2 separate regions of the Mus musculus genome follow, and region 2 is linked to region 1. Evidence: chromatin contacts called from public promoter capture Hi-C data. All regions are on one chromosome and are shown on one strand. The core of a region is the stretch at or near the end of the contact, and the rest is flanking DNA. Distances in the headings are between cores, read along the strand shown. Region 1 holds the start of Dimt1 (DIM1 dimethyladenosine transferase 1-like (S. cerevisiae)). Region 2 holds the start of 1700006H21Rik (RIKEN cDNA 1700006H21 gene).

Region 1 (6,950 bases), core at 1,880-4,379:
GTGTTCTATCTCTGAGCAGGCTACTAGGTAACTTAGGCTGGCCCTGGACTAGCTGTGTGACCAGAGACGAGTATGACGTGATCCCCTGCTTCTCGTTCACAAGTGCTGGGGTACAAGTGCTCACCACCATGCTGAGTTTTCTGTGCTGCTGGAGACTGACCTAGGGGCTTTCTGGATACTAATAAGCACGCCACTTCAACAACTGAGCTACCACACTCCTGTCCCAGAAACTGTTACTTTCTACAAAGTTCTCCAGCAGTTTCTTGTTGTGGTTTTTTTTCCCCCCTGTGTTTCTTGCCAGAATTGTCTAAAGCTTAACAGGGACTGTTTTGCACAAACCTGAAAAATGGCCGGTGGAGCAGCAACTTGAAGACAAAGGGAGAGGAGATCTGAAAGAGAATTACAGTTAGCTCTGAGGAAGGACACACCAGAGAAATGCTCAGTGTGACGCTTCTGACAGCTTGAGAAATACCTGATAAGGCAAGTTTGCCACACAAGCATCAAAGAATGGCAAATCTGATTTCAGTACATCTCCCACCAGGACCTGGAGTTTGCTGGCCAGAGGCCTGAAAACAAGGAGAGAAATTGTAAGAGCTTGTTTGAGAAGACTGAAATGCCCTTTAGTTATTACATATACTCACGTGCCCTGAACTCTTTTGTGAAGTTCAGCTACTAGCCTTGGATCAAGTTCACAGGCAACTACCTAGATTAACAATAACAAAAAAGCTTGATTGTGGAGTATAAATGTTTTTTACCCTCCCAGTAATAACTCATAGGAGCTACAATGACTTAAGCTTTTTTCAGTCTTAACACAAACACCAGCTCTACTCTTTTCTACACTTAAAACAACATCCTGTCTGATCTGTCTCCATGCTGTGTTACTGAACAGATGATGACAACACTTTATGTAGTTAGTGGTTTTTAGACAGCATAGAAGGGACCTACAAGTACTCTCATCAACTGACATCCAGAGTAGAAACCATAGCACTCCAGGTGAATGGAAGTGGATAAAGCTGAACTATTTTCCTGCCACATCCACAGGGGCTTCACCAAGTGTCGTGACCACTTCTACATCGTAGCCATTTGAGTTTCTGATTCTGGTTGACTCCCTGACCCATTCTTCATCATCATCCTACCCTCTGAGTCTCCTGCTGAACTTGGTCCTAATGACTTTAACTTCACGGCTCTGTTCTTCCAGGCTTCATAATGGTTAGCTGCTGCCCTGTGGGTTATCTCAGACTTTCTATTTTATTATTACTCCTTTAAACACATGGCCCATTCCTATATTAGATCACCCACCAATACATCAAGTGTAGATTTTGTTTTCTTTGATAGAAAGATCTCATTTTTAGAGATAAAATTTCTAAGGGCCCACTAACTACTATTGGAACAATGCCAATTTATTAAAACATTCACATTTGTAAACCAGCTGAGCTAATTTGAGAGTAACACACGAAACCCCACTTTTACCTTTTTGGCCTTTTCTAACAGCTTGACAGTCATATTGCCAGTCCCAGGCCCAACTTCCAGCACCACATCGGTAGGTCTTAAAGCAGCCTATAAATAAACACAACTCCTTTATGCTCTGGCCCACTTGAACACAAAGTCTGTAAGTGACTGTTTCTGTTTATCAATGTACAGTTAAAGACATTTTACTCTGGCTTCATTTTTTTCAGGGTTTATGTGGTTAACAGCAGTAGTACCTCAAAGGCATTAGGTATAAGTGAAAACCTGTATTTCCTAACTTAGGGGATATACTCAGCTTCTGGAGCCAGAACAAAAGCAAGAGCAATCGGTTCTACTGGTGGGTTCCTGCTTTCTACATTGGCAATAATTCCAGCAAACTGTAACTAATTGTAACTTCCAAAGAGTTCAAATGGGAAAGAGTGCATTCAAATGGAAAAGATTTCTCAATTCTTAACCACTGTACAGTTTTAAGAATATAGTAACCATACAAAACGTTACCAGTGTGCATATGCTTATGAGTAGAATATTCGGTGAGACTGGAGAACTATACTCTATGGCTCCAGGATGCTCCCTGTACCGTCTGTATTTTACCTCCAGGCCCTCAATCCTCCATAAGCACAGCACAGTAACCCATACAGAAGGAATCCTCCAAACAGTTCATATGCAGTACCATATCTTTTCCTGAGGAACAAACTCAGTGTGATTTGGACGTAAATTTACGGTCTGGAATAAAAAGAGTAACGATGATGTACTTAGAAAGTGATCAAAATGATACACGCTTGCAAAGTGGAGTTCAAGGCTGGCTTTGACACACACCATGTTTGAGGCCACCCTGAATTACATGAGACCCAGTTCCAAAAACAAGATGGAGCCTCCAAAAAGTGGAAATAATCTGGAAATCACTGGGCAATTCTCAACCCATCCAACATATACATACAGAGCAACTATTCTGTCAGGCACCCTATCTTGGTTTATATTTTCTTAGTATGTAGGCTGCGGTCGAGCATATCACCCTGCCTCAGCTTCCCCAAATGCTGGGATAATTATGGGCATGCAACTTAGGCATACAGGCATTAAGTAGTCAGAAAAATACAATCCACAAACGCTCTGCCTTTCATCGTTAACACCCACCTTATCGATGATGCTGTTAACAATTAGAGGATTTTTCAAAATGTGTTGTCCGATCCCTGTGTTGAACATGAGTCCTGAAATAAAACACGAAGCAGCCTTAATTTCCCAACTTTTCAAGAACCGATCTCAGGCCGTCCCAGAGAAGCAGGATGGACCCGGGACGGTTTCTGCTCCAATGCATCCACAAGCGCCGCGCTCCCGGCCGGGGTTGGGATGTATCTTTGAGTCCATCCATCCCTCCTGCTGGCAAGGAAGACCAGGCGCGCGCGGGGAAGGGTCAGCGCTGAGCGCCCACCCTCCTCGGGGCGGCTAGAGGCGCAGGCCACCGTAGGGCTCCCCCGCCGCGGGTCAGTCCCAAGCATCCTCCACACCGCACCTCCAGCTCGCTTCAGCTCCCGGCGCTGCTCCTGACGATCCCGCCGGCGGCTACTCGCTGCGGACTTGGCCTTCGGCATCTTCTCGGAGGAGTCCCTGTGCCAAGCGAAAGCAGCCGGGAACCGCGTGGAAGTCGCCCTCAGTCGCCGTCACGACTAGGCGCCCGAGAGGCCCACTTCCCCGCCCACTGCGATCACCGACCCACCCAGTCAGCGGCAGGCCGGAGCCCAGTGGCTGCTGGGAATTGTAGTCTCTTATGGGCTCCTCCCGCGGCAAGGCGGACTCGAGCCCAGTGGCTGCTGAGATTGTAGTTTCTGTCTGGTGAGCTCCTCCGGAGGCAAGGCTGGCTCCAGCGGGTTAGCCACCGGATTTTAGAGTTTTAGCTGGAGCAACAACTTCCCCAAGAGCCCGATTTCCCAGAGGAAACCGCGCCGCTCAGGCAGGCAGTTAGGATTGGTTGGGTCTCGGCAAATTGGGTGCTTCATTTGGCACTGCCCTGGGACATTCTGATATCTGCGGAAAGATCTCTCGTGTCTCTCCTGTTTCCCTGCAGGTTGTGGGCTGAGAAGCCTAGGCTCGATGGACACGGAGCTTGGTGGTTTAGGGTAACATGTCTCTCCGTTGTGGAAAGCAGTTAGATTAGAATTAGCTCTCGTTCCAACACGGCACTTACTGGTTACTTCTCTATGCTTTTTGTTCATTTTCTCGTCGTTTTGCTGAGTTCCAGCACTGGAATGTCATAGTTAAAATATGCTGCTCTCAATGTTTATTTATTGAAAGATAAAGGCTATAACAATTTCAAAACCCTGTAAATGGGATTGATTACAGGTATGTGTTGGATATTGTAATGGGATTATACGCCGGGCTGTAACATACAGAATAAAAGATTCATGGCTGTTTTTCTTGCCAGTGTAATGTTTCGGTTTTAATTTTTCTGTTTGTGCGCTGAAGAAAGTCTTTGCAATCAACCACCAAAGGCTACTGCTAAGAACCTGTTCCGTAGCCTAGGTTTTTGTTTGTTTGTTTTGGTTTTTGGTTTGTTTTGTTTTTCAAGACCGGGTTTCTCTGTATAGCCCTGGCTGTCCTTGGAACTCACTTTGTAGACCAGGCTGGCCTCGAACTCAGAAATCTGCCTGCCTCTGCCTCCCAAGTGCTGGGATTAAAGGCGTGCGCCACCACCGCCCGGCTTTTTTTTTTTTTTTTTTTTTTCTCGTAGCCTAGGTTTTAGTCCTTCCTTTCTTTGCTGTAATTCGAGCACAGGGAAAGTTCTAAAATATCCTAATATAATCTTTTATTTATAGTCGACTATTATGGGGTTCCCACCAAGGAGCACTTGAACACTGCCTATGAGCCAATGGAAAGCCTTTCTTCCAGCCGCAGGTGACTACAGCTGGGTATTCCGGACCCAAGTTCATTCATCTCTGAGCCTGGAAAGCCCTCAAGGTTCCCATCCCGCAGTTGCAAGCTAACTACAGTTACAAAAGCCAAAATACGCGATTAGCAAAAAAAAAAAAAAAAAAAAAAAAAAAAAAAAAAATTATGGCGTTGTTTTTCTTTCTGGAACTTAAGCTTCCCCTCGCAGTTACTGGCACTCAGCAATTCAAAGTTCCTTCGTGGAATCTGAACATGACATCACCACTGCTTTTACAAATAGCTTATTTTTAAAAGGGGGAGGTGTGCAGTCTCACACACCTAGCAATACCCCAGACTCCTGGTCTACCTCCCAGGGACATGGCGCCAGCCTTCTCTTCCCTATGGCAGCAGCACTGCGCATGCTAGACTTCACACTCGGCCCCAAAGCTGATGTTGAGACCATGCTGAAAGGCCTTCAGTTCATTTTTCAGATGCAAGGTCACTGCACACCTATCAGGACCACAACAATTACAACCTAGGCTAGGTACACGAAAATGGCAGCTTTGGTAATTTGAGAATTTTTCTGCATGGACATTCCTGGACTGTCAGCATTACGACAGTGATGAACAGGACAAACAAGAATCTGACTACTTTTTGAACAAAACAGAAGAAAAAACTAAAAGAAATGAATCAGGACAGTGTAGGGGTTAGTTCTAATGCTCAGGTTCTCCAACTGGCTCTTGATCCATCAATAAAGATACCAGCGCCCGATGACTGAGAATGGGGAGGGACACTTAGAGTTGAGTGGGAGGACGAAGGCAGAATGGAGAGAGCTGGGGAAGAAGAAGGAGGAGCTGTAGGAGATAATGCCAACCAGCCATGTGAGTTTTCCTTTTTGAGTGGCTAATGGACACTCTGTCCGATTATACCTGGAGTGGCAGAAGAGGTTTAGCAGTGCTCAGTCATTGAGTTAGCAAAGGCGTTTTAAGGTTAACTGGTGCGTGTGGGGGTGGGGTTGTTTGTTTGTTTGTTTTGGTTTTGGTTTTTCGAGACAGGGTTTCTCCGTATAGTCCTGGCTGTCCTGGAACTCACTTTGTAGACCAGGCTGGCCTTGAACTCACAAATCTGCCTGCTCTGCCTCCTGAGTGCTGGGATCAAAGGCGTGCACCACCACCGCCCAGCACGTGTGTGTGTGTGTGTGTGTGTGTGTGTGTGTGTGTTTAAATTTGTAGATTCAAGGGAAGCTGGGTGGGGGCTGGTATCGCAGCCAGTTCCAGAGCTTAGGCAGGGTAGCAAAAGCTACACACGACAGGACAGTACTTGGCAGGTGAAGCCTATACAACCCATAGTTCAAGGTGAGCCCTAGACAGGTTTTGAAGTGGTGTACAATGAAGATTTGGTATATCAAAACATTAAAATCTGCACTCGAAGCATTATTTGCTATAGCTTAGGCCTTAGTTGGCCACCTTGCAGCTAGCTCTTCTAACTTAATTAACCCAGTGATTCAAGTCTACATTTGCTACATGACTCTCCCTTTACCCATTACGCAGTCCTGGTATGTACGACCTCCTCCATGTGTTGATGGAGAATTGCTGCCTCTCGATTCTTCCCACAGTTCCTATCTCTGCCCAACATTCCTGTTCTCCTCAGCTACTGGCAGTCAGCTCTTTATTAAACGGATCAGAAGTGATGGACAAGAGCTTACAGAGACAGCTGATGATCCCTAAAAGTAACACTACCAAAGTCAGACAGTACTAAACTCTCTGCTGGTATGGAAACCAACACTTGAATAATGCAAAGACAGCCTTTCAACTGTGAACCAAAGGATTATCCCAACAATGTTTTAATGTTTAAAAAGCCAATGAGATCTGTATATTTTTATGAGCTACTATGGTGTTGTTTCTGAAAGTCAGCTGGAAGCAGAGGAAACGGTGAAATGCACTGCCCAAATAGAACATGATTTTTTTTTTTTTAAAATGCTTTTTATCTCGGTGGGATCTTTGGAGAGAGTTAGCTTTGGTTTCAGGAGACATTTAATTTGGATGTTTGGAATAATAAACTATTCATTCTGAAAAGAGATTTTTGAAAATGTTATCCCTTTTCCCTCCCAATATTGACTTAAATGTTTAAATGTAGAGGTTATAAGAAAGCTAAAATTAAAAAAAAAATTAGGGAGTGGGGGTGGGTGGGTATGGGGGACTTTTGGTATAGCATTGGAAATGTAAATGAGCTAAATACCTAATAAAAAATGGAAAAAAAAAGATAGTTAAAAAAATTAATTAACACTGCTTCACTTAAAATTATGAAAGAAGAAAAAAAGTATTCAAGGGATGGTTTAGCAGGTCAAAACACTAGCTGGAACCTAGTTTTGAAACTCCTCCTCTCATTTACACACACACACACACACACACAAAGGCACTTACCTCACATCCCTGGCCCTGGCCAACACACACACACACACACACACACACACACACATTTGCTTTTGAGGAGTGGGAAGGTTGGGAGTGACAAGCACACTAACAACCCATTTGCAGTCCAGGTAGCATTTAAGTACATCATTACCCTTATTAACTCCTCTGAACAATTTTGTGAGACAGATATATAAAGCATGTAGTTTTAGC
Region 2 (6,950 bases), core at 1,819-4,318, 740 kb before region 1:
CACACACACACACACACACACTCGGTGCGGGGAGACAGAGACAGAGAGACAGAGACAAAGACTGAGAGGCTCAGTCATGGCCAGGAGACTGACTTGTAAGGCCCAGTAGAACAAAACATCAGGATTGGTGGCACTGGGACTGAGTGAGGGATAAAGCAAGAAAAGGAGAGAAATCAAAGTCTTTAAGTCAACTCACATTCTTGTTTGCTTATTTGTCTTACAAAGTCCCAAGGATAATGTATCCAAGAAGCCAACAAACCAACAACCAACCAATCATCCAACTAACCAACCAACGAACCAACCAAACAACCAACCAATCAAACAAACAAACAAGCAAACCGAGTTCTAGGTGAATGAGTACCTTAAAGCTTACTGCAGCTTGTCCATGGGCAGCCTCTCTCTGAGGAAGCAAAAGAAGCTGATGGCTTGCAGAAGCCGCGTGCTTTAATATTCCTGATAAATCTAGAAGGCTGCTGAAGAAGGTGAGAGCTGGGGAGGCTGCCCTCTACCTGCACATCTGTGGAGGGGTAAGTCAGGTGTGAACCCTGGCTCATGAGACAGTAACTCAAGCTCCCCTACAAGATAAACTGCTAGAGTCCTACCCTCTGGCCCTGTCTGAAGTTCCTCGGCTTGGACTGTAAAGCAGTCTCTCAGTCAGCTTTTGGAGACAGAGAGGGGGTGGGGTGCACTTTGTCTCCCATCGCAAAGGCTCACGTTGGCAGCTCCTTCAGGAGAGAACATTGGATGCTGACCAAAATGGCTGCAGAGTTCAGTAAAGTTGCTTCCTTAGTTCTATCTGGAAGCTCTTCAGAGGCATAATTTCATTCCAGCCAAATGTAATTAGGAATGTGATTTGATTTAAAAAAAAAAAAAAAACAAATCGAAGGAGAGAAATGAGGCTTCTCCTCCCTCCCTCCCTTTCTTCACTCGTTAACAGGGTTTATATATGTGACCTTAAGGGTCGGCTTCCCTCTGACCCTGGCCAGGCACCCTAAAGGAACCATGGCCCCAGGAGGTGAATGGGGGGAGAGGCACAGTTCCTGCAAGAGAATCCTAAGGATCTTTAAAATTCTGATCTCGAGATCCTGGGAAAGCACAGCAGCTGTATGCCCTCCGTGGGAATGAGATGTCCACTTAATTAAAGCAGGGCAAGGCAGTGGGTGAGCAACTCTCTGGGAGGAAAGCCGGGGTTCTTATCTCACCAGGGCCTTAGTCAAGAGAATTAGCAGCAGGGAAGCAGCTCTGGCTTCCAGGGAGCATGGGCGCCTCAGCCAAGTTTGGTGGAAGAGACAAGGAGAAAAGTAGGAGAGGAGAGGACCCTTGACTCCCTGTATTATTGGCCATGACCCAAAGTAATCTCTCTCTGACCTACTCCATCTTATCGCCAAGGCTCTAATGAGAATTGTGTGGTGAGTTTTTGATAAAGGGCAGTTCAAAATGAGACAGAGAGGTCAAACATTGCAGGCTGCGGCTGTCAGTTTCTGTCTGCACGCACTGTCTTGTGACTCTCTCTTGTTTGTGGGAACGTCCCTTTATCCATTTTCTGAATCTGTTTTCTGCCTTCTTGGGAGAAGCCTTGCGTGCACCTGAAAACAGCTAATGGGAGCTGGAGAGCAGTGTCCAGTGTTCCTGGGTGGACAAATTAAGCCGGAAGTTACTGCAAAAGAACTGAGTTCAAGGAAAGTCCTGGGGATTCCTACAGCTATGGTAGGGATGGCACTGAAAGATGGACTGGGAAGGCTAAACTGGTCCCATGGTGTGCATCTCACGCCCATGTTCGACAGAACACCAATGTTCTGTTTCCACTGCATCATTTCTAGAGGATCCCCCTTTGATTCTCAAGTTTGTTGACTCGTGGATGCAAAGAGGCTGCTGCAGGTCCCAGCATCACACATTTATGCAAAATAGAAAAAGAGTATAACCGGTGGCTCCATTCCTATCTGTTTCATCTTACCAGGAAAGAAAACAGTTCCCTCTAAGTCCCAGAAAACTCCTTATTTCCTTGGCCAAAATTGTCACGTAGTTACCCGGGAAGTACAAAGAGACTGGGAATTTAAGGGTTGGGAAATATTGTTAATCTAATTCAAATTGGAGTTCATAAGAGAGACAGAGTAGCTGGCTACCAAGTAGGCAGAGAATGGGGCATCCTAGGGGTGTTTTGATCTACAAACTGCCAGCAGTTTTGTAAAGAAAACTAAAGCAGGGGAAAGCCAGGTCCAAGAAGTGGGAGTGAGTGGGTAGGGGAGCAGGTGAGGGGGGTATAGGGGACTTTTGGGATAGCATTTGAAATGTAAATGAAGAAAATACCTAATAAAATTTTTTTAAAAGAACAACAAAAAAACTAAAGCTTCTCTAAGTAAACCAAACAGAAGAAATTCGATGCAGCAATTTGTTATCAATCTGGGAAGTGTCAGGAAGGCCAAAGAAAGAGGAAGGGAGGGAGGGAAGGAGGAAGGGAGAGAAAGAGAAGAAAGGGAAAGGGAAGAAAGAGAGAAGATGAATTTATTCAGACATTAGGGACTGAGCTACAATTATATAGAGAAAATCTTATAACCCCCCCAACCAGGGTTGCTGTATTCCTGGACAGTTGGTATATGGACTGGGAAGTTGGTATATGGACTGGGAAGTTGGTATATGGACAAGATTCAAGAAGCCAGAAGCCTGTGCTAGCGCTTACAAAGACATAATACTCTGACATGTGTGCTATAAATGTATGAAAAGCATTAAGGTGCTCAGGTTTCCCATAAGCCCAGAACTGCCTCTTGCATCTTCCGGGTGCCAGGAGGAACCTAAGACTGCACCCCCTTTTCCAGCACCCCATTCTCCTAGTCCTCATCACTGATGGAATCTAGATGGCGACTAGCTGGTGTGAGAATTGACCTGGGAACTCTTTGCCGACTTCCAGCCCCTGTATGAGCCATCCTCCAGACAGCACAGGTCAGAATGGTGCGGGGGTGTGGAGATCAACCTCATGAAGGAAAGTGTGGGATGGAGAGCGAGGCGCCACAAGCTCGCCACAAGCTCCTGCGACTCCTCGAAGCGTCCTCATTAGATCTAAGATGTCTCCCAGAACACCCGTGAGACAGCAGGAAGGAACTGCTTACCCCGGAAGTCCTAACGGCCCAGTTCCTTCTGAGTTACCTCATCAGGCACAGCTTTCATTGGGGCACAGTGACAGTGTGGTGAGATATGATTGGCTGAGGATTTAGGGGCTTGGGATTGGCTCAAACACTGTATATAAGTTTATGCATTGTGCAATAAACTCAGATCTGCACCCTGATGCTGGTCTCTGGAGTCTGATTCCTGGGATTCATCGTGTGACTCCGTCCCCTCTCCTTCCCCATCCTCAGTCCTGTTCCCACAGGATGATTCAAGACAAATGATGGCCCAGGCATGGTCCCCTGAAAAGATAGGGAGAGGCCGGGCTTGATCCTCCTGGACTTGTGAAACGGCGACGATGATGCTTTGTCTTCTGTCTATGTTAACTGGTCAAGGAAACAGGGAGAGAGCATGCCTTTAATCCCAGCACTTGGGAGGCAGAGGCAGGAGGATTTCTGAGTTCAAGGCCAGCCTGGTCTACAGAGTGAGTTCCAGGACAGCCAGGACTACACAGAGAAACCATGTTTCGAAAAACAAACAAACAAACAAACAAACAAACAAAAGAGAGAGCGAGAGAAAGAAAGAAAAAGAAAAAAGAAAAACCCAACTTCAAACACTATTCAGGGGTGTGAGGGTGGGGGTGACATCCAGAGATACTTTAAATTGTATGTCCAGATAGCTAGATTCTCCATCAAAGTTTCTTTCATTTATTTCTGTTTTAGAAGACAAAGAAATTTGAACCGTTGGATAGATATTTTAAAAAGCATGCGATGTCACCTTTCAGGCTTGATATAATAATGAAAGTATTGAAAAAGATAAAGATTTCTACTGTTGATGGTTTGGGCTGGAAGGTCCTGCTCTGTGATTTAACTCTGTTAGAGAATTAGTTTCCTAATTTTTATTTTATTTTGGTATATGTGTATGTGTGTGTTTGTGTGCATTCATATATGTGCAGGTTCTCACATAAGGAAGTGTGTGCGTGTGCACAAATGTATGGAGGGCATAGGGTATCCTCAGGCATCATCCCTAAGTCTGTTTAAGGCTGGGTATCTCAATTTCCTGGAGCTTGTCAGCTAGCAAGTCCCAGACCTATTTGACTCTGCCTCCCTAGTGTTGGCATTACAAATGCCACCGTACTTGGCTTTTTCAATATGGGCTCTGGGGATTGACTTAGGTCCTTGTGTTTGCAAAAGGCAAGCACTTTACCAACTGAGCCAGCTCCTTAGTGTAAGTCTCATAGTTCTTTTTTAGCAGTGAGTTTGTTTAGGTCATTAAAAAGAAGCCACAGTAAGCTTGCTCTGGTCGTATTTTCTCTCTGTGGTCACTGTGACCTGCCATTTTTAATGCAAGACCCTGTGCACTGTGGTGGTAGACAATTGTCTGCAAGAGACATTTGCAAATATTTTGGCTGGGGAATGTTTGCTTCCAGGACAATTAGGAACATCCATTACCAAGGACACATGTGGATACCTCTTTCCATATAGGAGTGTGCAGTGAAAACCTGGGATTTGAAATTCACCTATACACAGATTTATGAAGGAGGATCATCATGCAGATGAAGACCCTTGCTTAGGCAAACCCAGAGGCCTCTTGGCCTCACATAAAACCTCACCTGGAAAATATAAAACTTCATGCACAGAGCCAAAGCAGAAAGCTGCCTGAGACAAGAGCCCAAATTTGGCTGAAACAAAAGGCCAGGCGATGAGTTTTTTGGAAAGAACTGGAAGAGCGTAGCAAAACTTGTGACATTAACAGTGAGACTTTATATTTGTGGAGCAATTCAGGGCTTATGAGATACATTTTTATAATCTTTTCAGTCTCCTGTGTTCTTCATTCCTCATGCTGCAGAAGTTAGGTGTTCCAGTGATCCACTACTGTGTACCAAGCTTGCCCAAGGTCAAAGATTGCTCATGTTTTCAAGGCTGGCCGGGGATGCTGGTGTTGGTGTGGAGCTCTGCCAGGATGCTTGCCTGAATGTTTGCAGGTGGCCTTCCCTAGTGGCTTGGGATTCTCAGAACCTGGTACTAAGTTTAAAGAGAGAGACACACAGACAGACAGACAGACAGACAGACAGACACGTGCACATGTGCACACACACACACACACACACGTAGAAAAACAGAGACAGAGAGAGGAAGAGAGGCAGAGACACACACAGAGACAGACAGAGACTGAAAAGGAATGAATATTTCAAACATGGCAAGTTTAAGACTGAATACAATTTGTACACAGCAGATAAGGTGGTTCATTTTTTCTCTTGTCTTTTGACCACAGAAGTTGGAAGTTGGACAGAGGGGAGGGGAGAGTAGCCCCTCCTCAGATTTTGAAATTGAGTTTTTAGCATTGAATACTTCAAGGAGGCTCCTGAGCCCTACTTGGCATGAAGAGTCTGTCACCTTAAGTGTCAGACCCAGAGGGACCTTTGAGCACACTGAATCACAGAGAACAGGACGTGGGGATAAACAGTTGCCTCAAGATCCATAGCTAAGTCAGAGATGGGATAAGTCTGAGTCTAATGTCCCTGAGCCACACACAGCCAACTGCCCCTTTGAGGAGTCTGGTCTGTTCCATGTTTTCTACTCTTCCTTGCTAGCTACTGCTACTGATCCCGTGCTAGAAGCAGCAGAGTGTGGCAGACAATGGTTTAAAAACAAAACAACTAATGAACTCACCCAAACCTGGAACTCTTCTGCTTTGTCTTTGGGTGCAGGGGGTGAACATTTACATGTGCTACTAATGAACCCAGTCTGGGTCCTGTCTTCTAATATCCCAAATCGACAGCCAAGCCGCTATCTGTCAGAGGCCTGACTGCAGCTCATTAAAGCAGTGAGGAAGGGGGCTGTCATTAGAACCTGGAGACAGGCCTTGGTTCAGCTTGTCTCTTGACTTGGGGTCTACAGCCACTCACAGCAGAGCCCTAGAGGTGAGTGGGGGAGGGGAACCTTCTGTCTGTCTGTCTGTCTGTCTGTTTGTCTGTCTGTCTGTTACTCTGCCCTCACTCATCCTTCCCCCTCCTCTCCGAGACCTTAGGTTGTTTCTCCATCCCCTTCTCCTCCTCACGCCAAGGTAAAGATCTGATTGTATAAGGTGGGGTCTTCAGAGAGACATGCGGTCCCTTCGTAAGTGTACACAAGGTTTATGAAAAGGGATTAGTTTATGCAGCTATGGAGGCTGGCAAACCTGGAGATCTGCAGGATGAGTCAGCACCCTGGAGACCCAGGACAGCTGTCCTTTGAGCTATAATAGGATGGCTTTGAGGCTCAGCCCTTTGTTTTCTTCAGACCCTCCTCCCTTAGCTGGCTTAGGCCCACCCCCACACTGGAGAGCAATCAGCCTCATTCAGTTTTAGTCTCTCTCATACAGAAACATCTACAGAGACACCCACAACCCCCAAAATATATGACCAAGCAGCAGAGAAGCTATAAGCTAGTCATTACTTATAATCAATGGTCACAACAGACACTGGGCACTGCCAGGGGTAGCTATGGGCTGTAGAAATGTTGCCATGAACACAGCGAGATACCTGTGTCCCTGAGCTGGCTGCTAAGACATGAAATCTGAAGCATGGACTGGCCTTCCCATCACCTCTCAACCTCTCCAGCCTGTATCTTAACACATCTCCTGGCCCTTCCCTAACCATGCCTTGCCTGCTGTGAACTGGTGATTTTGTCCTAGGGCTTCACAGCTCAGAGCATTTGCATGTCCTGTTTTCTCTGCCTGGGACACCCTTACCTCCATCCTGTGCCTGGAAACTTCTATTTGCCTCTTCACGACTCAGCTGAAATGTTATTAAGGACGTTAATAATTCAGACACATGGAGGGCTGTGCCTGATGCTTGCACTGCCTGAATG

What was found. Promoter capture Hi-C pulls out the DNA fragments that hold promoters and counts their contacts.
Region 2: a contact with region 1 is called in a promoter capture Hi-C map of stem cell-derived epiblast-like cells, with 3 times the contacts expected there. The contact joins the promoter of 1700006H21Rik here to the promoter of Dimt1 in region 1. A contact is called at or near these places in 3 of 39 promoter capture datasets (liver and stem cell-derived epiblast-like cells).

The regions. Positions count from the first base shown.
Region 1 is chr13:106,943,308-106,950,257 of GRCm38.p6, reverse strand. Dimt1 (DIM1 dimethyladenosine transferase 1-like (S. cerevisiae)) reads right to left here and starts at 3,129. Exons shown (of 12, transcript NM_025447.4): 1 at 2,975-3,129; 2 at 2,599-2,672; 3 at 1,471-1,557; 4 at 642-703; 5 at 473-566; 6 at 340-389. The coding sequence starts at 3,053.
Region 2 is chr13:107,683,515-107,690,464 of GRCm38.p6, reverse strand. 1700006H21Rik (RIKEN cDNA 1700006H21 gene) reads right to left here and starts at 3,068. Exons shown (of 3, transcript NR_045900.2): 1 at 2,881-3,068; 2 at 362-517. Gm52061 (a long non-coding RNA gene) reads left to right here and starts at 1,085. Exons shown (of 2, transcript XR_003950694.1): 1 at 1,085-1,160; 2 at 2,814-3,280.